Linked DNA regions of Mus musculus: regions 1, 2, 3, 4, 6 and 7 are each linked to region 5. Evidence: chromatin contacts called from public HiCAR-type, HiChIP or PLAC-seq and promoter capture Hi-C data. All regions are on one chromosome and are shown on one strand. Each heading gives the region's core, a stretch centred on a gene start, on an enhancer-like site or on the middle of the called end of the contact. The rest is flanking DNA. Distances are from core to core; before and after follow the strand shown.

The links. Promoter capture Hi-C pulls out the DNA fragments that hold promoters and counts their contacts. HiChIP or PLAC-seq counts read pairs in DNA pulled down with a chosen protein or histone mark. HiCAR-type assays count read pairs that join an accessible place to other places.
Region 1: a promoter capture Hi-C map of liver shows a contact between it and region 5, with 2.4 times the contacts expected there. The contact joins the promoter of Inpp5a here to the promoter of 9430038I01Rik in region 5. A contact is called at or near these places in 1 of 39 promoter capture datasets (liver) and 1 of 484 Hi-C or Micro-C datasets (CD4 T cells).
Region 2: a contact with region 5 is called in a HiCAR-type map of astrocytes, with 4 times the contacts expected there. The contact joins the promoter of Mki67 here to the promoter of 9430038I01Rik in region 5. A contact is called at or near these places in 4 of 39 promoter capture datasets (the 3T3-L1 cell line, cranial neural crest, embryonic stem cells and 1 more), 3 of 115 datasets of contacts at active chromatin or transcription factors (Th17 cells, astrocytes and pro-B cells) and 1 of 9 other capture datasets (adipose tissue).
Region 3: a contact with region 5 is called in an H3K4me3 HiChIP or PLAC-seq map of embryonic stem cells, with 5 read pairs. The contact joins the promoter of Dpysl4 here to the promoter of 9430038I01Rik in region 5. A contact is called at or near these places in 1 of 39 promoter capture datasets (embryonic stem cells) and 2 of 115 datasets of contacts at active chromatin or transcription factors (embryonic forebrain and embryonic stem cells).
Region 4: a contact with region 5 is called in a CTCF HiChIP or PLAC-seq map of large pre-B cells, with 8 times the contacts expected there. The contact joins the enhancer-like site here to the promoter of 9430038I01Rik in region 5. A contact is called at or near these places in 3 of 39 promoter capture datasets (the 3T3-L1 cell line, embryonic stem cells and hippocampal neurons), 1 of 15 datasets of contacts at CTCF or cohesin (large pre-B cells), 2 of 115 datasets of contacts at active chromatin or transcription factors (astrocytes and stem cell-derived neural progenitor cells) and 1 of 9 other capture datasets (embryonic stem cells).
Region 6: a promoter capture Hi-C map of embryonic stem cells shows a contact between it and region 5, with 2.8 times the contacts expected there. The contact joins the promoter of Lrrc27 here to the promoter of 9430038I01Rik in region 5. A contact is called at or near these places in 3 of 39 promoter capture datasets (cranial neural crest, embryonic stem cells and pre-B cells), 1 of 484 Hi-C or Micro-C datasets (B cells) and 2 of 9 other capture datasets (adipose tissue and liver).
Region 7: a contact with region 5 is called in a promoter capture Hi-C map of hippocampal neurons, with 11 times the contacts expected there. The contact joins the promoter of 6330420H09Rik here to the promoter of 9430038I01Rik in region 5. A contact is called at or near these places in 1 of 39 promoter capture datasets (hippocampal neurons) and 2 of 115 datasets of contacts at active chromatin or transcription factors (embryonic forebrain and forebrain).

The regions. Positions count from the first base shown.
Region 1 is chr7:139,387,686-139,390,836 of GRCm38.p6, forward strand. It overlaps Inpp5a (inositol polyphosphate-5-phosphatase A), which reads left to right and starts at 1,424. Exons shown (of 16, transcript NM_001127363.1): 1 at 1,424-1,779. The coding sequence starts at 1,705. Gm46004 (a long non-coding RNA gene) reads right to left here and starts at 1,462. Exons shown (of 2, transcript XR_001778314.2): 1 at 881-1,462.
Region 2 is chr7:135,714,892-135,718,172 of GRCm38.p6, forward strand. Mki67 (antigen identified by monoclonal antibody Ki 67) reads right to left here and starts at 1,488. Exons shown (of 14, transcript NM_001081117.2): 1 at 1,157-1,488. The coding sequence starts at 1,248.
Region 3 is chr7:139,084,163-139,087,527 of GRCm38.p6, forward strand. Dpysl4 (dihydropyrimidinase-like 4) reads left to right here and starts at 1,839. Exons shown (of 14, transcript NM_011993.4): 1 at 1,839-1,999. The coding sequence starts at 1,961.
Region 4 is chr7:135,734,531-135,738,046 of GRCm38.p6, forward strand. No RefSeq gene overlaps it. Among named protein-coding and RNA genes, the nearest start is that of Mki67, 20 kb to the left of the region's middle. Within about 2 kb of position 1,256, at least 186 of the 459 cell types and tissues checked have an H3K27ac peak or open chromatin away from gene starts, as enhancers often do.
Region 5 is chr7:137,409,056-137,412,163 of GRCm38.p6, forward strand. 9430038I01Rik (RIKEN cDNA 9430038I01 gene) reads right to left here and starts at 1,701. Exons shown (of 4, transcript NM_029886.2): 1 at 1,585-1,701. The coding sequence starts at 1,653.
Region 6 is chr7:139,211,374-139,214,806 of GRCm38.p6, forward strand. It overlaps Lrrc27 (leucine rich repeat containing 27), which reads left to right and starts at 1,615. Exons shown (of 11, transcript NM_027164.1): 1 at 1,615-1,894; 2 at 3,302-3,433. The coding sequence starts at 3,350. It also overlaps a transcript of Stk32c not described here.
Region 7 is chr7:135,851,960-135,855,462 of GRCm38.p6, forward strand. It overlaps 6330420H09Rik (RIKEN cDNA 6330420H09 gene), which reads left to right and starts at 2,160. Exons shown (of 2, transcript NR_166518.1): 1 at 2,160-2,231; 2 at 2,945-3,503.

The DNA of each region.
Region 1 (3,151 bases), core at 174-2,673, 2.0 Mb after region 5:
AATCCCAGAACCCATGCTATAAGAAGAGAACTGATAATTGCAACCTGTTTTCTGTAGCGTGTGTGTCTGAACCAATGCACACCATACATACAAACTAAATACAAAATTAAAGAATGAACCCACCAGAAGAACTGTCGTTGCAAACAGGGTTCTAGTATGTCTGTAGTACTGTTTCTTTGGATGCCTCCTCGCAGGCTACAGCGCAGCAGCCCCACTGGACAGGGCTTTCTGGAGGCCTAGACTAGCAAGGGTTACCCAGCTCACTATATGTTCCCTACCAGCCCCGTCCCACCTCCAGGAACAACTGACTCTATCTCAGAGAAATTTCTTGATTCCTTCTACATGTAGGACTGATTCTGTTCTTCTAACTAGCATACCTCCCTGCCCCCCACCTCCAGCTCTCTCTGGTGGCTAAAATTCCCGGACTGACCACATCCCCCACCTTGGGAACTGTCCTTGGGTGTGGCATGGGGGCCACAGCTGGCTATCCAAACACCTAATCTGAACTTTTTCTTTTTTAGGTGGGAGGGGCGGGGTATGGTCTCAAGCTAGTTTAGGTTGCTATGAGTTCAGGTTGGCCTCGAACTCATAGCAATCCTGCCACAACTTCCGAGTACTGGGATTACAGGAGTACATCAATACGCTTGCTTCTTAAAAGGATTTATTAGTTTTCTGTTTTTGGATGCCAACAGCTTTCTGTTTTGTAAGCAAAGTCCTATATAAGGAACTGGGTGGACGTGTTAGGAAATTGCAAAATCCCATACACTTGATCTGCAGACCCACTCTTTGCAGACCCAGAGCTGGGACTGGAGGAGGCTCCTCCTTAATTCTCCGTGGCCCTGCTCCCTCCCACGGTCCGCCTACGTCAGACTCCCCGTACCGGCGAGGGCCTGGACCCAGGCTGAAGACCGGTTCCACATCGGGGGGGGGGGATGGGGGGCCAGGACAGAGGTTCCAAGGATCTCCAGGGCTCCCAACAAGAAGGCGGGCTGTAGTCGTCCAAACTCGCGGCTCCTTTAAGAAGCGCTTTGGTAACAGGGTCGTGACGTCATGGGAGTGGAGGGTGGAATATGCGCGTAACCGCGGCAGGGCGGGGCAAAGCCAGGGGAGGACTCAGGGGCCTGACTGACAGGAATGCCCCATATGCCCGCCTCTCCCCTCCTCCATCTGGTGTTGGCTCCGCCCCACCCTAGGCTTAGCTCCTGTGAGCAGGCCCGCCCCTGCACAAACCCCACCCCCAGCCTGACTCAGGCTCGAGAACCCGCCCTTCCAGTGGACCCGGAGCCAGGGAGCCTAAGACCCAAGTCTGTAGATTGTGTGCAGGCCCCGCCCCATAGGGAGGCCCCACCCCCGGCGCGACCGACAGCCCCGCCTTCTAGGGTCCCACCTCCTGTGGGGCGGGACTTGTCCCAGCCGGAGTCGGCGGCGGCGGCTGCGGGAACTTTCCCGGCGGGTCTAATGGCTGCGCGCGGGCCGCTGTGAGGCGCGGCGGCGAGCGGGCGCGGGGCCGCGGAGCAGCGAAGAGCCGCGACCGCGAGGCTGGAGCCCCGGCCAGGCCCGGTCCGACCCGCCAAGCCCGCGATGCGCCCCTGTGCTGTCCCCCGGCGCAGCTGACGCCCCGCGGCCCCGCGAGACCCCAGCCCTACCGGCCCCGCAGGAAGCGGCCGCCGCCACCCAGTCCAGAGCCCGCTCCGCCCGGGCACCATGGCGGGGAAGGCGGCCGCCCCCGGCACCGCGGTCCTGCTGGTCACGGCCAACGTGGGCTCGCTCTTCGACGACGTAAGTGCCGCGCCGTCGGCTAGGGAGGGGCGGTTACGGGCTAGGAGTCTCCCAGCCCGGGACCCTGACATCCCCATTTTCAGTTGGAGACCCTAAATTCCGGCCCCTACAGCGTCTTCTATAGCCGCGGACTCCGGGCCAGTTGTCTTTGGGACGTGTGACTCTGATGCCCCCTACCCACAGCTGGAGACTCCGACCAGGATTTTCCCAAGCCCCAGACAGACCCTGACCCCATAGCAGGGGGGTACCCTAGGCCAGGAAACTTCCAGCTACACACTCGGGACCTTAACACCGCTTTTCTGGTACCCGAGGCCAAACTCGAAGACTCAGTTTTTGAACCCCTGTCTTAACCCATACTACAGGAACCCAGACTCAGTCCAGATCCTTGAATCCTGATGCTGGTTCCTTGCTTTGCTCCCAAGACAGCAAATCCCTATCTTTTTCCTGCCTTGGAACTCCAGAGCCACAAGTACTGACCTGGAATTTTGACCCAGAATCCTGATACTTGGATGTCCTGGCTTCCAAACCCAAGCATACGCTGACCCCAGGTTTTCTGATTCACCCCCTGGCCCCCAGTCTCTGACTCTGATCCCCCAAGTCTGATTTCTGGTTCCAGAAACCCAGCTTTCAAAAATTTTGGTCCTGTTCCTCTCAACCCATACCACACTGACCCTGAACTCTGAGTCTCTACCCTAAAACCTCAGATCCTACACCTACTCTTGGCCCCAGAGTGAGGTCCCTGCCTCTAATTCTACACCCCATCTCCCATCCCCGAACCTTCCTCCCAATAGACCTCAGTCCCAAACCTTGAGCTCCATCATCTGAGTCCTGGTACCTATATCCCATCCCTTGGTCTTGTCTTCTGAGGGGCCTGAGGCGTGAGGCACCTCATTTTGCCATGTAACTTGCAATAGCACTAGTTCTCAAATGAGGTAGCTCTCTTCAAGCCTTGGGGGACTTTATATTCCTGTTTACTAAATGAGAAGGTGCTGAAAAGCTCTTCAAGGCCAAAAATGATGCCAAAGGCCTTTATCTTGTAGAACGGCTTCTCCAGTCCCACCCTGGAACCCTGGGCTTTCTTCTCCTCTGGGAGGCAGAAGGGAGCTGAGGCCTGGGGCACTGGGAGCTCCCTGGAGCAGGCTGGGGCTGACCTAGTTCAGCATTGCAGCCATGGTGCCACCCCGCTGTTGGTACTTAAACTGCCAACCCAAATAAAGCAGGATGCGGCTCCAAGTGGCATGCTTGTTGAAGAAGAAAGGGTAATGCCACAGATGAAACCTTGGAGCCACTGACTCCCCTTCCTCCCTCTCCACCCACCCCCTTACCTAGGTGAACAGTCGGGATGGTGCCAGGGCTTGGATACAGGCCTGAT
Region 2 (3,281 bases), core at 238-2,737, 1.7 Mb before region 5:
TTTCGCTGGTAGCTCCATCGTGAACTTTAAAAGCCAGACTATACTCTATATACTGTCTGCTTTCCTATGAACCTCTGGAGTCTAAGCATACCTCTTACAATAAATACCACATAACCAAATGCAAATTGATTTAAATTTTTTTAAACTTGTTAAAAGTATATTTAAGTAATATTGCAGAATAATCAAAATGAATGACACTTGTGACAAGAATTTGTACTCTCTTCTTTTAAACAACAACAAAGTTATAGAAAGTTCTTTACTCTGACAGGAAGTTCTTACTCTCAAGAAAACAGAGGTTTTGGGTTTCAAAACACCAGGCAGAAAGACCATATGTTCGAACCCCGTTTTACGGAGCAAAAAGATCACCACAATCCATACTAGATACAAAAGACCACAGACATTCTGGACCAGATACTTCCTCGACTGTCAAATACACCATGTCTCTGTCCTTACTCAGCAGTACTAACTAACGGCAGGCACCTCTCCCAGGGTGACATGAAAATCTGTCACCAGACTTTGTCAAATGTCTGAGAACTACCATTCTTGCCAGATCGCCATCTTCCTACCACTCATCCTGTGCCACACACTGATTGATCTTAAGTGTCAGTCGCCATATGGGACCCTAGAGATGTAACCATTAACAAGGCAGACCTTGTCTTGGAATTTAATCTACTGGGAGACAAACAAAACAATCTAAAACCTAGTCACCAATCTGCATGGTGTTAGGAAAGACGAGTTTTCTTAAAAGCATCCTCTCAAGTAACATTTCAAACGCGGCAGAAAGCCATAAGGGTCAACGTTTGCAGAAGTGGCAACACCAGCCACTGCCTGGAAGGCCTCAGGGAAGATTGCCATCCGACCGACGGGGGAGGGTGAGAGGGGACTCTCCCAGAGCACCCGAGCAGGGTTCTCCTATCTGATGTTTCCCGAAACATCCAGAGCCACAGCCGGCTGCCTGAGAACGACAGTGCGGAAGTTGCGGGACACCGACGTCAGCCTCGCGTCTACCGAGTGTAAAATCCCGATTCCATTTGGAAGCTCCCAATGCATGAGCGTGACTTCCGAACAAGCCACAGGGACAACCCTGTCAAACGCAGAGGGGGGTTGGGCCGCGGGGTCGCCGCCCCGGGTCACCTCAGCCCCGGCGCGCACTCACCTTCCAAACAGGCAGGAGCTGAGGCTCAGCGGGAAGTGTGCGCCGTCATCGCCGCTCCGCTTGATGGTGACCAGGTGAGCCGAGGACGCCATGGTCCGCCCGGCCGTCGGGACTGCGGACCAGGGCGGAGAAGCCTCTCGGTGAAGCTCGCAGTCGCCCCGCCGGGCCGCTCCTCAGCTGGTCCAGTCAGCGCAAGTTAGCTCTGGCCGCCGCTCACCGGGCGCAGCCCGCGTCGGAGCCCTCGGCTCCTTAGCCGCGGAGGACCGACCACGGCCACCCGCGGCCTTCGCTCCGCCCCGACCAGACCCGCACTCCCGCCGCCCGCGTCCCAAGTGCCCGCCACCCGCCACCCGCCGCCCCGTCCAGCCCCGACTGTCCGCCTAGGCGGTTCCGCGCCAAGGCTCGCCCGCCGCAGCCCGCCCGATTCAAACCAAAACGGCGGTTCAAATTCTGGCGCTAAGTGCTGCGATTGGGCCAGGCGGCCAGCCAGAGACCAATGGCGAGGGCGACAGAGGATTGGGGAAGTCCAGAGGTGGGGCCAGGCTGCGAGCCTGGGGGGGGGGGGGGGGGTGGAGCCGGAAGGTGGGAGGGGCCAGGCCGGTAGGCGGGGCCGGGCCAGAAGCTGGCTGGAGAAGCGGAACCCGAGCGGAGATAAGCTCCGGAAGGCGGGCAGGGTGGGGCTGGTGGGCGGGCCACTGCTGCTCTAATAGGCAGGGTAGAGGGTCCCAGCTTTTTCAGTGTCAGCAAAACTAGCGTGGCGACCTGTAGGAAGCTACCTGTAGGCTCCCTCTCCAGAAATCAAACACCGACAACGCCGCATCTTGCTCAACGCTAGAAGCTTTCTATTTTTAAAATTTATACCCTTCCTCTGCCGTTTCTGCAACACCTCATACGCAACCTAAGGTTGTTTCTCCTGCCTTTTCAGTATCCCTCAAACTGTCCTTTAAAAACTGGGGGACATCATTATAATTCATTCTACAGTCTCCCTGCTTAATGAACACTGAGGCAGTGGCACGGTTTTTCCGAAACCATAACTTAAGAGTTATTGCTGCGGCACGGTTAAGTTTGCAATGCTTTGCTGTTTCAGGGGGAAATGCCGATTAAAATAACCTGTGCAAGACTGCACCTGCAAATCCTAAAATAGGGCTCCTGGGGCACCAGTTGGGGTTATCTGAGGCCAGGTGCCAGTCAGATGAATATAGAGTACCTATGTTTTCCTGTCCTCTTTTTTCATGCTCCCTCCTCCTGTTCCTGGATCAGTGTTCTTCCAGTAGGGTGTTGTAAAAATTCCGCTTCTGGGGCAATAGAACCAATGTCTACCCTCTCCTCAAGGTCTCAAGGACAAGCCTGAAGTATGAAGCCATGAAATTTCACTCTGGGGAACGAGTGTGTTATACCACCCTAACCCAGGCTGATTAGTTATAGCATACCTCTTGGCCTCTAAACCTAAACCTCTGGTCAGGACTTCAAAAATATATTTAGGGTGCCATTGGGCCCCTTTGCTCCTATTCACAATGGGGCCACATGAATACACCCCCTTTCTGTGCTTCTCACTGTTGCCTCCTCTTTAATTAGCCTACTGAGGATGGGTGGTCCAGCCTGCCTTGTTAGGGCTGCCAGGATCCAAGCTCTACTTTAGGCCTTGGGCATTGCCTTCTCATCCTGAAACCTAAGCAATAGATAGATAGAGAGAGAGAGATTTAAAAAGCAGATCAGTTCATACACACATACACACACACATATATAGTTGTTACTTTATCATGAATATGTATATAAATGTGTGTGTCTGTGTCTGACCATGTGGATATGAGTACAGGTACCTCTGTATATCAGTAGATAGCATTGGATCTCACAGGACTAGAGTTGCGGGCAGTTGTGAGCCTCCTGAAGTAGCTAATGAGGCCTGACCTAGGTTTTCTCCAAGAGCAGCGAGGCCTCATAACCCCTATGCCATCTCTTCAGCCCTCCGTTCATATATTTTTAATTGTTTTTTAAAATGTGCTTAAAATTTACACTTTATGCTTTGTTTTAAATTATAGCCTTGAGGAACGTAACTTTAAGAGCCACAGTGTCTTCATTACTTTTCCGTTGTCATGAGAAAACACCATGACCAAGGCAACTTATT
Region 3 (3,365 bases), core at 589-3,088, 1.7 Mb after region 5:
GCTAGCTGAAGATGGCTACCAGTAAGCTCTATTTCAGTGACTTCATCAAATTCAAGTAGCTTAGGAAAGGAAAAAAAAAAAAACCAACCCTTTGGCACCTTAATAAGAACAGTTGGCTATATCCATTGTAGAAGCTCCCATTCTGATGAGGAGCTGAAATTTTACAGGTGCCTTGGGGGAGGGGGTGTCCAGGGCAGGTGGGAAGAAAGGTGGTATAGTCTAGACTCACTGCCAGGCCCATGACCCCTGTAGAGTGTCACAGCAACTCATTGTCCAGGAATGTGTTCTAAAGGACTGGCTGGGTGGACAATGTGAAGGTGGGGGTCTTTTGTTTAAAATCCATCCATCACTGTAGACTCCACAATGACAACAATTAATGTCCTGTGGGGTTAAGGGGTGTGTCTGAGAACACCTCTGGCTTGTTCCAAATCCTTAACCTCGGCTTTAGAATAGGCTGTCCTTGCTGGTCCTTAGACCCTCTTCTTACATCATGGTCCAGCATGGATGCATCATGGTCCAGCATGGATGCATCATGGTCCAGCATGGATGCATCATGGTCCAGCATGGATGCATCATGGTCCAGCATGGATGCTGCCACAGCACTTGGAGTAGACACCAGCTTCACAGCTCTTGCCCTGCCTTCTGGGAGTGGGGTGGAAGTTGTGTCCTGAGGGCAAGTCGCCAGGGTTCTTCAGGACAGTTGGTGCCTCTGGCCTGGCCCAACGCTTTCAGCACCCTCTGTTTATGGACAGCATCAGTACAGAAAGGCTTATGTGGGCTCCGAGGGGGCCCAAGAGGTTGCAGCACTGCCCCATTCCACATGCAGGCCTCATGCTAGGGGTTGGGGTCACCTGGCTGCAAATATCCTACTCCCACTGTGATAGCCGGCCCTACCCTGCATGTCTGTGAAGCCTCTGGCTGGGCTTAAGCTTGGTGTTTTCTTCTGCTGTGCGGAGGATGTCTTGGAAAATAAGAGCTATCGATGGATGCACCACCCGACAGCCTGAAGAAGTCCTCAGGTTGGTGAGCTACACCAGGAACCACAGGGCCCCCAAAGAGCCAGGCAGAGATGATCCAGCCAACGCAACCTGTCCCTGGGGCCTGCCCAATGTGGCCCCAGTCTGCAGGCCTCAGCAGGTAAAGGAAGTAGGACTCAGGTTTGGGGCAGGAAGCTTGGCTAGCTATCGGTCCTGGTCCCACCTGGATTTCTCTACAGAGTCTCCTCTTCGGTCTTCCCTGGCAGTGTCCAGTCCAGCCCTTTCATCTTTGTCTTGGTTGTTTCTCTCTGCCACTTCAATGACTACCCACCTCCTACCTTAGACTGGTGTGACCTGCCAAGGAACAGTTTGGCCTAGGCATCACCACTCCCTAGTCCCGCGGTCACACCAGGCTAGGGGATTGCGCTCCAACCCGGAACCATTCCTTGAATATGTATGGATTCTGCTAGAGATGCTAGGCTAGATTTTGGCTCCTCCACCTAGATGTGAGAATTAGTTTTGAACCCTGGAGCCTAGGATGCCTCGGGCCACCACAGAACAAGGCTAGGTGCGGCCAGGCTGGCCAGGTAACTCTTCTCCTGTCATTCCCTGATTGCAAACTTCATAAGTGATGGTCCTGACAGGTCGTAAGTCATCCTTCTCTACTCCGCACAGGTGGACCGGGGTGCAGTGGTCCCAGCCTGTGGCCTCCAGGATGCTCTTGGGGAAGGGAGGGAGAGAGGGAAGGAAAAGAAAAGGAAAAGGGAAAGATTTCCAAGCAAACCAGCACAAACGGGAGCAAGGGGGAGGGGCCCGGATGCAAATGACGGTCGGTGGGCGGGGCCTGGATGCAAATAAGCTAATCGGAGCCCAGAGCCGGGCTAGCTCACACTCGGACTTCCTAAGCTCCGCGCGTGTCCTCGTCGGTACGTCCACGCCCGCGCAGCCCCTACCGAGGACACTCAGCCCGCCCGTGTATCAGGATGTCCTTCCAAGGCAAGAAGAGCATTCCCCGGATAACGGTGAGTCGGGCCCCCGCCCTCGCTGCGTCTGCGCCCCTTGCCCACGGCGGGAGTGGCTTGGCTTGCACGCTCAACGGACGACCCTCCCGGCCCTGTCCGTGAGTCCCACACCTGCTCCAGTCCCCAGCCCAGCGCCACCTTTTCTGCCCTCTCCTTCGCGCGCCGCCAGCAGCGGAGAGAGCTCTCCAGGCCGCGCGGAACCCTTTGCGCAGTCGGCGCACAGGCCCGCGGCCCCGCCAGCTCTCCGGAATCCGGTGATCCGCTTGGAGAGGCCGGGTACGCGAGCGGCCTGCTAGCCGGAGCATAGGTGGCCGGCCTCCTGCTGGGTCTAGCGTGTGGCGGATGGGGTTCAAGTGGACATTGCCTGGAGCTCTGTCTCCAGGACGCCCGGCGGACACAGCCTTTGTTGGCCCCGGGGCCTCAAGGCACTCGGACGTCCGAAGCTGCTCCCAGAGCAGCCCGTGGCCGTCTACCCCCTGGGCGCGCCGCTTTCGTGTCTCTAGCGCTTTGTCCGAGACAAAGCGATTTAGCCCTGGCTAGTAGATCTGATGTCCCTGGAGGCCCCGAGCCCCTGCACGAAGCCGGGTTCGGAGACTCCACGGAGAGGTGAGTACTAACTGACCACTGAAACCAACATCCCTACAGAGCCCCCTTTCAGAACAGACCTCCTCAATACAGACACGCAGAAAGTGAGAGGTCAGTGTGTCCACCCTGCCGGCCAGGAAACAAAGCCTTCCCAATGGGGCTGCTGGAAGCCTCGGGGGAAGGGAAAGGGAGCTGGGATCAGCTGGACCAGGTCGCGGGCTCCGGGAGGTCTTTAAAAAGCTCTAGACTTGTTCTCATCATAAGAGCTCTGGAGTCTAATCAGGCTGTTGGAGAGGTCAGCTCCCTAGCCTTCTACGGGGAGTCCTCTTCTCCTATTAGAGGAACCAAAAGTAGTTCCTGCCTTTTGGCTGCCTACTGTTCCTAGGGGTCCAGGCCTGAGGGAAAAGTCCCACCAGCTAGCTGGCAGTGAGTAGAGATGGAGGTAGCAGTCTCCTGCCTAGTCAAGCAGTGTTCATGAAAAGAGAGAGGGCTCACTGGAATTCCCATTCATCTAGATAGTGTATATCACAGTATTGCTTGCTCCCCCAAATCCGGGGAACCCCAGAGTGCAAATTCTGGTGCCTGAAAATAGGAGTCTAAATAAGGACCCCCAGAACTCAAGATTTCTGGCTCAGAGATTCCTCCTAAGGGCTGAGTTATCCTAGATTTTTCTGATAATGGCTAGGCAGAGAGGGGAAGAGGAGGGGTGTGGTCCTGAGTACCAGCCCCACGAAGTGGGTGGCTGTGGTAGGCCTTTGTAGATACCAATGCTCAGTGAGAC
Region 4 (3,516 bases), core at 6-2,505, 1.7 Mb before region 5:
ATTTTGAGACAGTCTTGCCGTGTAGCCCACACTGGCCTCAAACTCCAGGCCTCTCGAGTTGTCCTCCAGAGAGCTGGGATTCTGGGCTTGCTCCATCATGCCTAGCTATTATGTAGTATTTGTGAAAGTAGAGAGATGTTATCTGGAGCTTTCCTCAACAAAACAAGAGTGGACATGAATGATGTTGGTTACTGAATCTTGGGAGGTACAGCCATTGGGATGGAGTTCATTTCATGACTGTCTCCTGTGTACCTTGGGTTTTCTGAGGAAGGAAAAAAAAAGCTTTAAAAAGGAGTGCTTCATCTCTTAACATTAGAAACCCGGTGTAATGATGTGCACCTGCAATCCAGGATGAGCCCCTAAATTGAAGGTCTGCCTGGGCTATGTAGTCACACCCCACTTACAAGAAAAATTGTCCCCAATAAAACCCCAAACCTCCAATCAAACAAACACTAAACAATAGCAGCTAAACTTCTCTGGGAAGGGGTTCCCCGTGGCTGGCAGTAGGTAGGCAGGGAGAGGCCCCACCGCACCCCTGAGGGCATGAAGTCTCAACTCCTTCCAGATCTGGTAATTCCTGTTTCCTGGCCTCCTCAATGGTGTGTTTATAAAAGGAGGCAGGTGAGGTGTAATAGTGCAGCGGGAGGGAGCACCCTAGCTGGCCTGCCCAAGGTGTCCTTCCCGAGGGATCAGCCGTGTAATAGACCTAATATGAAGAAGGTTTATTGTTAAGAATGGGAAGGGGACCTGGAGAGTGGATAGAGGCAGAGAAAGGAAGGTAACAGTGAAGAACAGAAAGAGAGGAGAGAGGAAGAGGGAAAGAGGTCACTGGGGACATGTGGGGGATGGGGAGGTGGAAAGAGAGAGGGTGAGGGAAGAGAAGGGGGAGGCACGGAGCAGTCTTGCTATTTGCTTGCCTGCTAGCACTACCTGAAGGGTGGAGTTGCAAGCTGTTGTAGTTTAGAGGAATTGCTAACACGTAGAGCTTAAATTTCAATACAGGACAAGGCCTGATGTCAGGTTCCCCAGCCAGATCAACTCAGCGTTACATAACGTGTTTAAAAAAAAAGGATTTGTATTAAACTCAAAAGTGGTGGATAGCTAGCCTTTCAAACAAAAAAAACCCAGCGTTCTGGAATCTTCTGGCAGAGCAAAGGATCAGTTTTCCCTTTACTTAGGCTCCACCCTCTGCACAGACGGTAGATCACTGCGGTGGCCTCTGAGGCCTGGGAGCTCGATGGCTGGGACCACAGCGTCACCTGGCGGCCACTTAGGGCCACTACACTATAGGTGCAACCCGGAATCTTGGGCACAGGAGCTCCGAGGTCTGCGCAGGTGCAGAGCCCAGCCTCGCCCTGCCTGCGCTGGGACCCGTGCTAAAGACTAGTCGGCCGACTAGGGGCTGCTTAAGCGACATCCAGAGGCCAGCAGCTTCAGGTCTCCACCTAGCGTTAGTGCCTAGACACTGCACTGTTCAGTGATGCACTGGGAGACCTGTGCCAAAGAGGGAAGTGCGAGTCTTAGAGTCCTGTCTGCTCTTTCGCCCTGCTTGGGACCTTGCAACAAAACCAAACTCAGCCTCAGGGCTGCTGGAACAGGATTATTAGAACATAACCACCGTAGGCTGAAAAACTGTGAATGAAGTGGAGCCATATTCTGTCTCACACATTATGAAACAAATACTTTCAAAACTTTGCAGCTCAATATCGCAATGACTGGCGTTGATCAACTTACACCACCACCACCCCTTAACAATAATAGCATGAGAAAATACCAGCCTGCAAAATAAGATCAATTTGGAAGCATGGCCTATCTGCGTAATTAGCCACTCAGTGTTTGAGATGCTCGGCGTCTACTGTGGGAGGCAGCGTGCTAAAGAGGAGTAAGAACTTGGAGTGTCCAAAAGGCAGGCTGCCTGCATAGGGGATCACTCCGGATTTACAGAGCCAGCGGCCTGGGAGGCGAGCTTTAGCGGGTTCTGAGTGTTGCTGCCATCTAGAGGAGAATCGCTGCAGGACACGTTCTTTTAACTTCGAAACTGCTTGAGTTTTTAGGAACTAACAGCAAGAGCAATGAGTTAGAAGGGCTACAGTCAGTCGACAAGGAGGACCTGCTCCAGGCTGGGCACCCTGCTGAGAGTTTCAGGCTCCTCCCAACCTTCCCAACCACTTTGTACCCTGTCACTCTGAATACTCCAGAGGTCCAAAGGTGCAATCACGGGGAGAGATCACTCTTGGGGGCTACCCTAAGAACAGGGCCTTCTTAATTGGAGCCCAAATGTCTAGGTGTATTGCTTGCCTGTTTATGCTTTTATTTTACAGAAGAAAGCGTACAAATCCAGAGAACCTAAAACTATTTCCGTAACCACACTCCTGTTTTGGCAGTAGAATATAAATCTACTATGTGTCTGCAGATGGAGACCTCCAATATTGAAGCTAGGCTGTGTCGAAGAGGCTTTTTTTCTTCTCCCCTTATGGTGTTTAGTTTGTTGTTGAAGGCCTCTCCCCTCCACCCTCTCCAGCTGCCTGCCTTCTTGCTTCCTACAGATGTCTTGACTCCTAACTACGACACTCCACCACACAGTAGTAGAGGCAGTAACCCTGGGGTAGACTCCATAAGATGAGTCAAAAAAGCTGAGCAGAGTCTAGCCCCTAATAGACCAGAGATGGTGATCTGGGATCCAGATGCCACCTGAGGACTGAGTGTGAACATCCAGCAGGACAGATAATGTTTCCTGCAGCTGCCCAGCCTCACTTACATGGTGCCCTGCAGGAGCTGGGGCCCTAGCTCATCACTTTTCTCAGCAGTCTCAGGCACCATTCCCACTGCACAGAAGGAATCCCACTTTCAGGGACTTGAGAGGCTTGGCCCACATGATACAGATGCTTTTCAAGAGAGCAGGTGACCTCCAGGTCTTTCTGAAATTCACTGGCCCCAGACATGCTCTCTGGAACCTCCATAGACCAAGTTGGCAGTGTGGCCCCATCGAAGAGTACCCATAAACCATCACGAACCAGGGTCATGTTCTTTTTCACCTCTCACAGGAGCAGTGCCCAGTGCTCAGAGCTATAGCAGTGAGGGCACAGATGAACTCCACTTGTGTGGTGCACTTGAAAGTAAATCCTGTCTGGAAGGAACAGGTACAGATTTTCATTGTCATTCCTTCCTTTTAAAAAAGGCACAGCGATGATTTACATGGGATTTGTGTATAAGCAGGCGTTGTAAGAAATGCAGGGTGATTTAAAGTATATAGGAGGATGTCGGCAGGTTTTACACAAACACCATACTTAGAAGAGAATCATCTCTAGTCCCAAGAAGAGAAACCTGACCTATTTAGAAATAATTAAGCCAATTGTAACAGCTTTATTTCTTCAAAGATACTAACACCAAAAATAGTCATATTCTAAAGCATTGGGAGTCAGGATTACAACATCCAGGGGACACAATCCCATTCATAACAATCATTTTATCTCACCCAATCTCCAGACCCTCAGAGCTAGTATTTTGATTGTTGTA
Region 5 (3,108 bases), core at 451-2,950:
TCCTTCTACTTCCTGTGTATCTCTCTGTCCATCTTCCTGCCTTCCTCCTTACTCTCTATGACGTTTTAATACTTCTATGTTCACTTCCTGTCACCTGTTGCTTGTTCTGCCTATTGACCATGGCTGACTTTGTTTTATCCTGTTTACAACAGTCAAGCTAAAAACGTTTGCATTTAAAGGTGTGTGCTAGGGCTGTTTTCCCAGTAAATAACAGAATCTGAGGGTTGAAGAGTGTGATCAAATATCCTGCAACAATTGAGGGTTCTTTTGTTTTGTTTTATTGGTAATTTTTTTTTTGTAACTCAACTGTGCAGGTACCTAGTGAGAACTCTAGAGGTTGTTGCAATGTCAGATGCCTTGCAGGCTCAGCTCCTGGGCAGCACTTGGCACAGCCAGCTTAGCCTACCCAAAGACTTCCACCTTCCCTTAAAGGAATGCTTAACTTCCCCTTGCCTTCTCCCCAGGTTTGGGGCAGGAAGTTAGGTGTCTTCTACAGACTAAGCACCTGGGCTTTCATAGTGCTCCATTTATAGGCTTGGCAGATATGGAACCGGTCTACAGAGACCTGTCTCTTAACCAACTATCAGACTATTCAAACAATGGATTCCAAAGAAATGGTAATTTCTCCAGGAATCTCACGCCAGCGTCCCAGAGCGGCGGCTTCGAGGGGGGGGGGGTAACTTGTCTCAAAGAAAGATTTCACACAGTTCTGTCAGACCCCTTCACAAGATGACACTGAAGGTGTGGGAGTGGTGGCTCACGCCTTTAATCCCAGCACTTGGGAGGCAGAAGCAGGTGAATTTCTGAGTTTGAGGCCAGGCTGGTCTACAGAGTGAATTCCAAGACAGCCAGGGCTACACGGAGAAAGACACTCCCCGCCCCCCCCCCCCCCAAAAAAAAGGACACTGAAGCCTAGACAATGCTAGCCAGACTATACTTTTTTTTTTTTTTTTTTTTTTTTTGGTTTTTCGAGACAGGGTTTCTCTGTGTAGCCCTGGATGACCTGGAACTCACTTTGTAGACCAGGTTGGCCTCGAACTCAGAAATCCGCCTGCCTCTGCCTCCCGAGTGCTGGGATTAAAGGCGTGCGCCACCACTCCCGGCTCAGACTATACTTTTGACACGGACTTCTTAGATATTCTTGGCTCTCTATTTCAATTTTAGTCTCACTTCGGGACTCCTGAGTCAGACTAGGAGTGATTTCCTCAATCGCTTTGTTCCTCTTCGACTAGGTGTTTTAAATCTTTTCCCGCTTTCCAATTTTAACTTGGCTCTTTCAGTTTGTTTATGAGGATAGATCGCCAGAGCGGACTTGTGGCGCAAGTTGTGATCCATGAACTCCATAACACTCAGAATACTACAGCTTAAGTCAAGGGAGCACATAGCTCCTCATCTTTGCGCAAGCGCAGCGGGAGGGGCGGGACTGTCCTCTGCCTAGCTCCACCCAGGCCCCGCCCCTGGCCCCGCCTCGGCAGCAGGCTTACGACGTCCAGCCCGCCGGTCATCCGGAAGGACCTCGCCCCGGGCGCCCGCGCGCCAGCTAGGACGCCACCTCCCTCTGCCCACGCCCTGCCCGGAGCTTACCGCGTCCCCTGCCGCTGGCAGCTCCTCCGTCCTCCGCCGTCTCCAGCGGCCCGACGCCAGGCTGTCCATGCGGCTTCACGTACCGCCTCTCAGGCCACTCGGAGGCGGGAACCACTCGACCACGTGTCTGGAGAAGCCAATGAGGAGGCGTGGGGCGTAGCCTAGACTCCACTGACTGCCCTCGCAGAGGGGCTGCAGGCAGGAGTAGCCGAAACCCGAATCTCCTACGGCCTGAAGTGCGGGTAATTCTTCCAGCAGCCACAGGTCGATGCCTCGCAAGCCCAAGCCGTGAGTGGCTTGTCGATTCTCGGTTCACAAAGTCAGTCCCAAAGGGCGTTTGTTTAGGATTTGCCACCCTTCGGCAACCCTTGGTCCGCGGGAGGCACGCCCTCCTCTCCTTCCTTGTGATTGGTTACTGAGTCCTGATAAGTAGATCCACGGACCAATCGGCACGCCTGAGGCTGCGCTGGGCGTTGTCTTTGGGAGTTGCAGTCTGACAGCTATCAGTTTTGCTCTATGGTACAAGAGAACTCGAATTCTCAACCTGGCCTAGTGGGCAGAGTCCTGCTGTGATTTTGCTGGCGGGTCGAGAGCATACACAGGAACACCGTGACCTGGGGCAGGGACAGCCACAGGCGTCGGGGATACGGAGTGGCTCTCGGCCTGGCTTTACGGAAAACTACACACTTGACTTCTCAGAAGCTATGCCAGGGTTCCTGCTGCAGCTTGAATAGGCTCTCCCTCTCCTCCCTCCCTCCAGGGCCCACCGCAAAGTTCTGAACTGTTCTCTACCAAAGCTCCCAGACCCCCATGCTTTATTGACGAATTAAATTAGAGCCAGTTCTTTGGCAGTGATTGTCTAGCAGTGGGCCTGTGAACTGGTTTGAACCAGTGGGAAGTAGAGAAGCTGCTTGGAGCAGAGACCGTAAGATCCCCTTTTCCAGTTCCAGTGTAGTGTTAGCTTCCTGGGACGATGGCAGCCTTCACATCACGAGGACAGCTAGTGGCAATGCTAGTGGGAAGTGAAGTTTAACACGAGATGGATTGTCGCAATCTCGTGTCACACACCCTTCCTACCTGGTGTATCTTTGGAATTATGAATCTATTGAATTTTTTAAAAGGCTTGGCAGTGTGTCTTGGTGTTGGAGTGCTTCCCTAGTGTGTTAACTGGGTGTTGTCTAGAGGAACCAAACAGGGTCTTAAAGACAGGAAGGTAGATGGAGGAAGGAGGATCAGAAATTCAAAAGTCAGAGGCTTGTGAAATGGCTCAGCGGGTAAGAGCACTGACTGTTCTTCCAAAGGTCCTGAGTTCAAATCCCAGCAACCACATGGTGGCTCACAACTACCCAAAATGAGATCTCATAATGAGAGCCGACACCCTCTTCTGGTGCGTCTGAAGACAGCTACAGTGGTACTTAATAAAATGAATAAATCTTTGGGCCAGAGCAAGCAGGGACTGAGCAAGCAGAGTTGACCTGAGCAAGTGGGGCAACCAGAGCAAGCAGAGGTCCTAAAAATTCAATT
Region 6 (3,433 bases), core at 365-2,864, 1.8 Mb after region 5:
CTACCAGATACAAAAACCAATTTTATGGGCTTCTAAAGGAAATCAAAACTCAAGACAACCGTAGGATGAAGCAGTGGGCTGAGATGCTGCTAGGCTGGAGTACCCAGTGGCTCCCCGAGGTGCCTATGGACACCAGTTCCCAGCACATGACCATTACACCAAGCATCTCATTTTGCCAATCAAATGTGTATAAATTAATGTCTAATTTTGGATATAATTCTATTTTCCTAGTAGCAGGAAAGGTGGAGCATGTGTACTTGTGTGCGTGTGCATGTGTGTGTGTACATATCTGCACACATATGTGGGTGGGTATATGTACATATGTAGAGGTTGAATGTCAACTATGGGTGTTGTTCCTAAGGAGCTGTTAACTTGTTTGTTTTGTTTTTTGACACAGGGTCTCACTGGCTTAGAGCTCCACAGTGGTTGAGGCTGGTTGGCCGGTGAGCCCTCAGAATCCGCTTGCCTGTCTCCAAGAACAGGAATTATAGGCATACACTGCTGCACCTGAACTTTTTAAATGGATTCTGGTGATCCCATGAGTACGTGGCAAGCATTCCACTGAGAGCCACCAGAAAGGGGCCTCTCTGATGGCCTGTGTGGCCAGGCAGGAATGCCCTGCCTGCTCTGTATCCTAACGCTCCTCACAGCACCTCTTGACCCCAAGCTTTAGCAACCTGTAACCAATGGAACACTCGGGGGGATTCCAGCTGCCAGCCGCCATCTCTGCAGTGTTGAAGGGACATCAGGAGACATTTGATCAGAGGGCTACTGGGCTCCCACAACTCTTGAGTTTCCTAGGTTTTCTTGTTTTCTTGTTTGGGGATATTTTCTTACAACTTACTCCCATCTCACTTTCAGTCCTAAAGAATATATTAGTAAATGAATTGAAAATTCTATTCTATTATTTAAATTTATTATTGCATTCATATAGGGGATACCACAGGACAACTCTGTGGAATTGGTTCTCCCCTACCTAGGTTCTAAGCATTAACTCATCTTGCTGGCCTGAGTAAACAAAATTTGCTGTTGTTTTGGATCTAGACTTCCACTTTGGTCCCATCTTATACTTTCAGTTCCATCCTGCTTTGCTACTTCAAAAATGTTTAGCAAGATTATATCACTGAGCACGTTAGCTAAGGGCATAATTCAATGTCCAGGCCAGTTCATTTCCGATAGTTTCCCTTAGAATTGATGACGTGTCATGTTGCTCTGTGTGTGACACATTACTCACTAAAAACGGTGGAAATTGCTAAGATCTCAACTTCTGGCCCCCAGAAAGGAGTGACCCATATCACTTCATTGGTCAGGATCCTCTAGAATCCGCAGCGGGCCTTCTATCCCCACCAGATCTGATACTAAGGCAGTTTACCACGTTCCCGTAATTTCTCTTTTCGGGAGGGATCCTTTTTCTCTAAAGGTTTAGGGTCTATGGACTTGGTTGACCTGCCTCCCAGAATACCCTGCTCTGCAGGTTTCTAAATGGAAAAGGACAGCCTCCAAGTTTCCACACTAGGAGAGTCTGTGCAGATCCAGGCCCCAGGACAAAAGGGCCAGCAAACCCGGCACCAGCCTGGGAAGCCGAGAGCGCAGCACTGCGGCAGCTGCTTCTGCGCAGGCGCGGAGGGCAGCGGTCAGTTCCAGAGGCCTGAGGCCCGAGGGTCCATGGCCCTGGAAGACGGTCTGGTCAGCAGAAGCATCACTCGACCTCCTTCGGGTCCCCAAGCCCTCCCCGAATCCACCAGCCCATCCTCTCGAAGTTTCTTTCTGGCCTTGTCGCCCACCTCCAGCATAAGAGGCGGTAAGCGCACGCGCACCGAAGCTATCCCAAGCCAGACCTGCGACTTGATGCCTTCCGGCCTCCGTACCGCAGCAGCGTCTCCATGGCGACCTGGTAAACCGCGCAGCTCGCTGGTTTGTTAGGTGGTGCCTGAGCCTCTCGGAGGCGGGGCAGCCGACGTGTCAGGGCGGAGTCGCAGGTGGGCGGGGAAGAGCAACGGGGCTGGAGGGTGGGATAGCTGTTACGTCAGTCACCGCTAGCCGGCTGCACTGGATGGGACCCGGCCACCAGGTTGTGGGGCGGGGTCACAGTCTGGCGGGCGGGAGTAGACGCTGGGTTGGGTTGAGGAGACCGCCACAGACTCACAGAGCAGTGAGTCTGGTCTGCTGGGGGTCCTGTGAACGTCAGCCTTTGATGGCGCGGTGGTGGGAGAGAACTATGACTAGATCCCCTACCCTTTTACAGTGGCCGCACCTGGGAAGATGGGATTGAGGTCCAAAAGTCGAGTTCCCCTACCAGCCCAGTCTGGAAACAGCATCACTAGTCCCCTGCCTCCCTCTTGTCCACACATTTTCCTTACAATGTAATTTGATGGAGGCAGAATCTTTCCTCCTAATTCCAAGGTGTAGAAAAAAAATACAATAAGCCGTAGACTATGCAAAGGCTTGGAGACCTTAGGGAGACCCATTACCCAGCTTGGGGGGGGGGGTGGCATATCTCCTGCCAACGCAGACCTAGGTTCCCCATGAATTGTACACCTTTAAGACCAGCTCCTTAACTGAAAAGTCACCCGCTCCTTAAAGGAGAGTGAAACTAGGAAAGTGTGCCAGCATTTGGCAGATCTTTCAGCCATCCTCTTTGCTTGGATGGTTTTGCAAGTAATACCCTGGCTAAGCAACAGGATTATTGAACTAAGATGCAAGATTGTCATTGCCCAGGTTTTTCCCTAGTGCCCACCTAGATACCTCTTTGGTCTGGTCTGGGCCAGTGTGGGAGGCAGGGGTTGGCTTCCTGACTTCAGAGTCTTGGATACAAGAAGCAGAGGAATTTCCAGGGTGGAAATAGGAAACTGTCTTATCTCTTCCCATCTTACAGGTGTTTTGCAAACTTGAAAAGTCCCCCGGTGTTTTCATCCTGGATGCTTGTTTCCACTGGTATCTTCCAGTTAGACTGTAGTCAGGTGGCTGTTTGCTTGTCATCTAAGCACTTTGGAGGTGCATACAGGAAGATCAGGAGTTAGAAGTTCACCACAGTGAGTTGGAGGCCAGCCCAGACTACTTGAGCCCCCCTTCTCGAATCATAATTGTCATTCTCTTCTTCAAACTTTGTGGTACAGCGTGAGGAGCAAAGAATATAACCAGTACCTCCTTATGTCCCAGCATTTACAAGTTTAAAGCTAAATTCATAGTACTGTTGCTTTTTCAGCAACTCGAGTCCATCCCCCCTCCCCCCACCCCCCCACCCCCGTGTGACTTCTGGTTGCTAAGACACACACACCACCCCCACCCCCCTTGTTTCCAGGTGACTCCATACCAAGAAGGATGAGCAGTGGCCACTGGAGCGCATCACATGGAGGACACCAGCCCCCAAGCAGTGGCCGAGAAGGCTGCTAAAGACCCCAAGGCTGCTAAAGATCTCAAGGATGATGCTGCT
Region 7 (3,503 bases), core at 910-3,409, 1.6 Mb before region 5:
CTTCATTTTTTGGGGGGACCCAAGAAGAAGGTAAGATGCAGGAGACAGGGAGTCACTGGGGTCCCAAGGAGGCATCTATAGAAGAGACCTTTTATTTAGGGGCATAGTAGACATTTACTAAAAAGGAGGGTCATACTGACACAAAACTTCTTCCTAAACATGTGTGTGTGTGTGTGTTCAAGAATGAAAGCTCATTTTTACCCAGTACCCATAAGGCTATTCAAACTCACCCTGCAACAAGCATCAGGCTCTCCTGGGTATCAGGTCCTGTGGTCACAGAGATGCCAGAGTGCATTCAAAGACTAGGGAAAGAGAAGGGCAAGTGCTTACTTGCTTGCAGAGACTCACACAGATTTTATCGAGCTGGGTTCTAATCTGTAGGATATGTGTAGCCTTGGTCTCTGTGGTCCCTCTTCCCTGATCCCAATGGGCCTGGCAGCTGTGTACATTCTGAGCTGTACCTGGTTCTCACACAAGCCTGGAATGACACATTCCTCCACACGGGATGGGACACCCACAGAGAAGCCTTTTAAATCCCCTGCTGTGACACAAAAGCAACAAAAGAAAAGAAAAGAAAAGGGAGACCAGCCTTAAAGGTCTCTCCCCCATTCTGCAGGTCCTTAGTGGCTGAGTCTTTGACATTTTCCTACAAGCAAAACTTATGACCACAGTGAAGGTCTCCTCCCTTTCCAGACTCAAGCTTCCATCTGAAGAATTTCTCAGCTCATGCTGGGTTTTCTGGCTGAACTAAGAGCTGCCTGAGACATCGTGGGTTTAGTCACTGCCACCCGTTCTAGCCTCCATGAAGACACCAAGGTCATGGGCCAGGTCTCCTCTGGGCTGGCTGAAGACCACAGGGGACAGAGACGAGCCACATTAATGAATGCCCATTACACACTGCTCAGGGGAGTTTGGGTATCAGAACAGGTTATTAACCAATTTCTGAGCTATGAGACTTCATTTTTGGTGTTAAGACAGAAAATACAAAATATTGCCCAACTGCAACAGGCTTGCACATGCAGTTAAAATGATAACTTCTAAGAGATATAAAGGTTTTGCACACAGAGTTTGTACCTGGGATCCATTTGAGCAAATATAGGTAAGGACATTCTTAAGAGGAAGGTTTGCTCTGCCTTGCCAGTTTCAGCATCTTTTGGAATGGGGCTTTCAAATTGAGTCAGTATAGACCTGGCCTCTGGCCACGCGGGTGGAATTGTGGGAAATAAGATCCCTGGAGAAAGGCCTGTCTGAGTTCATTTCTGGACACTACAACCAAGGTCTTTAGAATAGCAAGGGGGTCTTTCACAGTTAAGGGGAGACTCCCTCTTGCACAGGCCTGGGCCTCCACAAGGGAGCATGGTTACTCTCTCTCATGTGGGGTTTCAAGCAGGAACCATGCCCCACACCTCAAAGGCTGGACCAGCATGTGGACCCTAGGTGTCACAGGCATTGGGAATTCATGATGGCTGTATTTTTGAAGCAAGTTGCATCCGAGAGTCCTATGATCAGCAAACTGTCCTTGCCCCTCCCTCTTCAAGTAGACCCCAGCAGGGACAGCCCCGGGTCCTGCTAGCTTGCACCAAACTATGCCTGCCTCTGTGATCACCACCCGGGCTGCCAGGGCGCCTTTCCATCGGTTAATTAGAAGCCAAGTCGGTGGAGCCCCCCGCCCGCCGCCGCCCGCTCTGCCCGCCAGGGGCGCCCTCCCCGCTGCCCGCCGGCCCTTTGATCGCCCGCGGCCCGAGGCCCGCAGCTCGCAGCCCACACTGTGGCGGGCAGGTGGCGGCAGCGGGGCGCGGCGAGCTCAGGCGCACCGGTCCCCGGGCCGCGGCGCGCTCCCCGCCACGCCACACATCAAGGCCCGGCCGGCCGGCGGGCGCCTTCATTAGCAGCCTGAAATTATAATATTATGTTAAAGAACAAAGCTGCTCCCCAGAAAAATATGTGCTGCATATCTGACAAAGATAAATTGGATTATTCAAAATATTCTTGATGAAATGTTACATTTTGCAACTAATTATCAATCTGTTTTATCTGTAGACCAGCTGGGCATTTTTGTGCATGCAAGACCGGCCTCCGCAATGATCTTAAGATGTCACTGCGGCGTTTACATCTTTTATTTCAAGGTTTAAATAACTGGGAAGTAGCTAATGTAATTCACTGCTGAGAAGAAAGGCAAGCTTCTTGATTCCTTTCCAAAGCCATCTCTTCCTAATGAACTTCTTTGGACTGTGAGTAATGAGGCTTTATTCAAATAATGTTTAAGGAAGGCTCTGTCAGTGTAATCTTGGGGAAAAAAAGGAGGGGGGCAATGTTTAATACATTTAAAACATCTCTATTCATAGCGTATTAGCCCCCACCAGCCCACAACAGCACTTACCGGTGAAGACACTTGCTCTTGCCCGTGGGAGCTTCAACTTGCAGGCAGGTTTGCCCTCTTCTGCTGCACAAAGTGAAGACCACAGCCAGATCTTCTAGTACCGAGGGGCCTGAGAAACAGATGCGGCATTCTACATTTGTCCCTCCACCCCTAATTTTTTTCTATCTGGTTTTATCTTGGGGATTGTGCCGATATAGTTTAATTGAGTTGTGGGCATTCCCCCCGCCCCCCTCTGGTTTGAGACGGCAGTTGATTCTAGGTTGTTCACGTTTTCCTTGGATATTGGTAGCTAGAAAAGGCACTTGGTCTGCTTGTATGGGGACCGCAGTCACTCCCTACCTTCCAGGTAGCAAATGTATTTTGAGTGACCTTGTGTGACTGTGGACTCGCTCTCTCGCACAGATGTACTTTCTGACCCACCTGGCCTTTCAGTTGTAACTCAGAGACTAACGGAATCTTCCTGATTGGTGCTTTAGACTTTGGGTGTTTTTGTTTTTTGTTTTTTTGTTTGTTTGCTTGTTTTTTGTTTTCCGGGTTTTTGTATGTTTTGTTTTGTTTTTTCAGCTTTCTTTTGGCCAAGCTCCACGGAGAAGGCAAGGCTTCCCACTGTATGGATGAGGAACCGGAAGCCAAAGAAAGGGGATGCTGGGCTGTGCTCAGTGATACCCCGAGGATACCCAAGGGGCCTCAAAGGAGACACAGCCGGCACTGACACATGTTCTGAGCGCCCCACTTAGCAAAGGATGAAAGATGGAGTTGTAACCGCTGGGAGAAACATGTGGGGGACCTGTCACTGTGTGGATTTCCCTTCTCAGCTGAAAGGTCTTCAAAGTGCCTGTGAGGAGCATGCCAAGGAAAATCAACAGCCATTCTCCCACCGAAATGACAGAGCAGGCATCCTTCTTGCTCTCCTAATTGATATCATTGTGACTGCTTTTCCATAAAATTATCCCCAGACAGGTTCTCAGAGCTGTCACCAAGCCATTTGAAATTTTGCATGAAGCACGTCTCTGTATGTGTTGCCTCTCTGCATGACTTCTTTCTTTTCCTTCTTTGGGCCTGGCTTTTACAAAATGTCTTTTGTACTCTTCACAGAAGAGAATAACTTCTGACCTCACTGTCT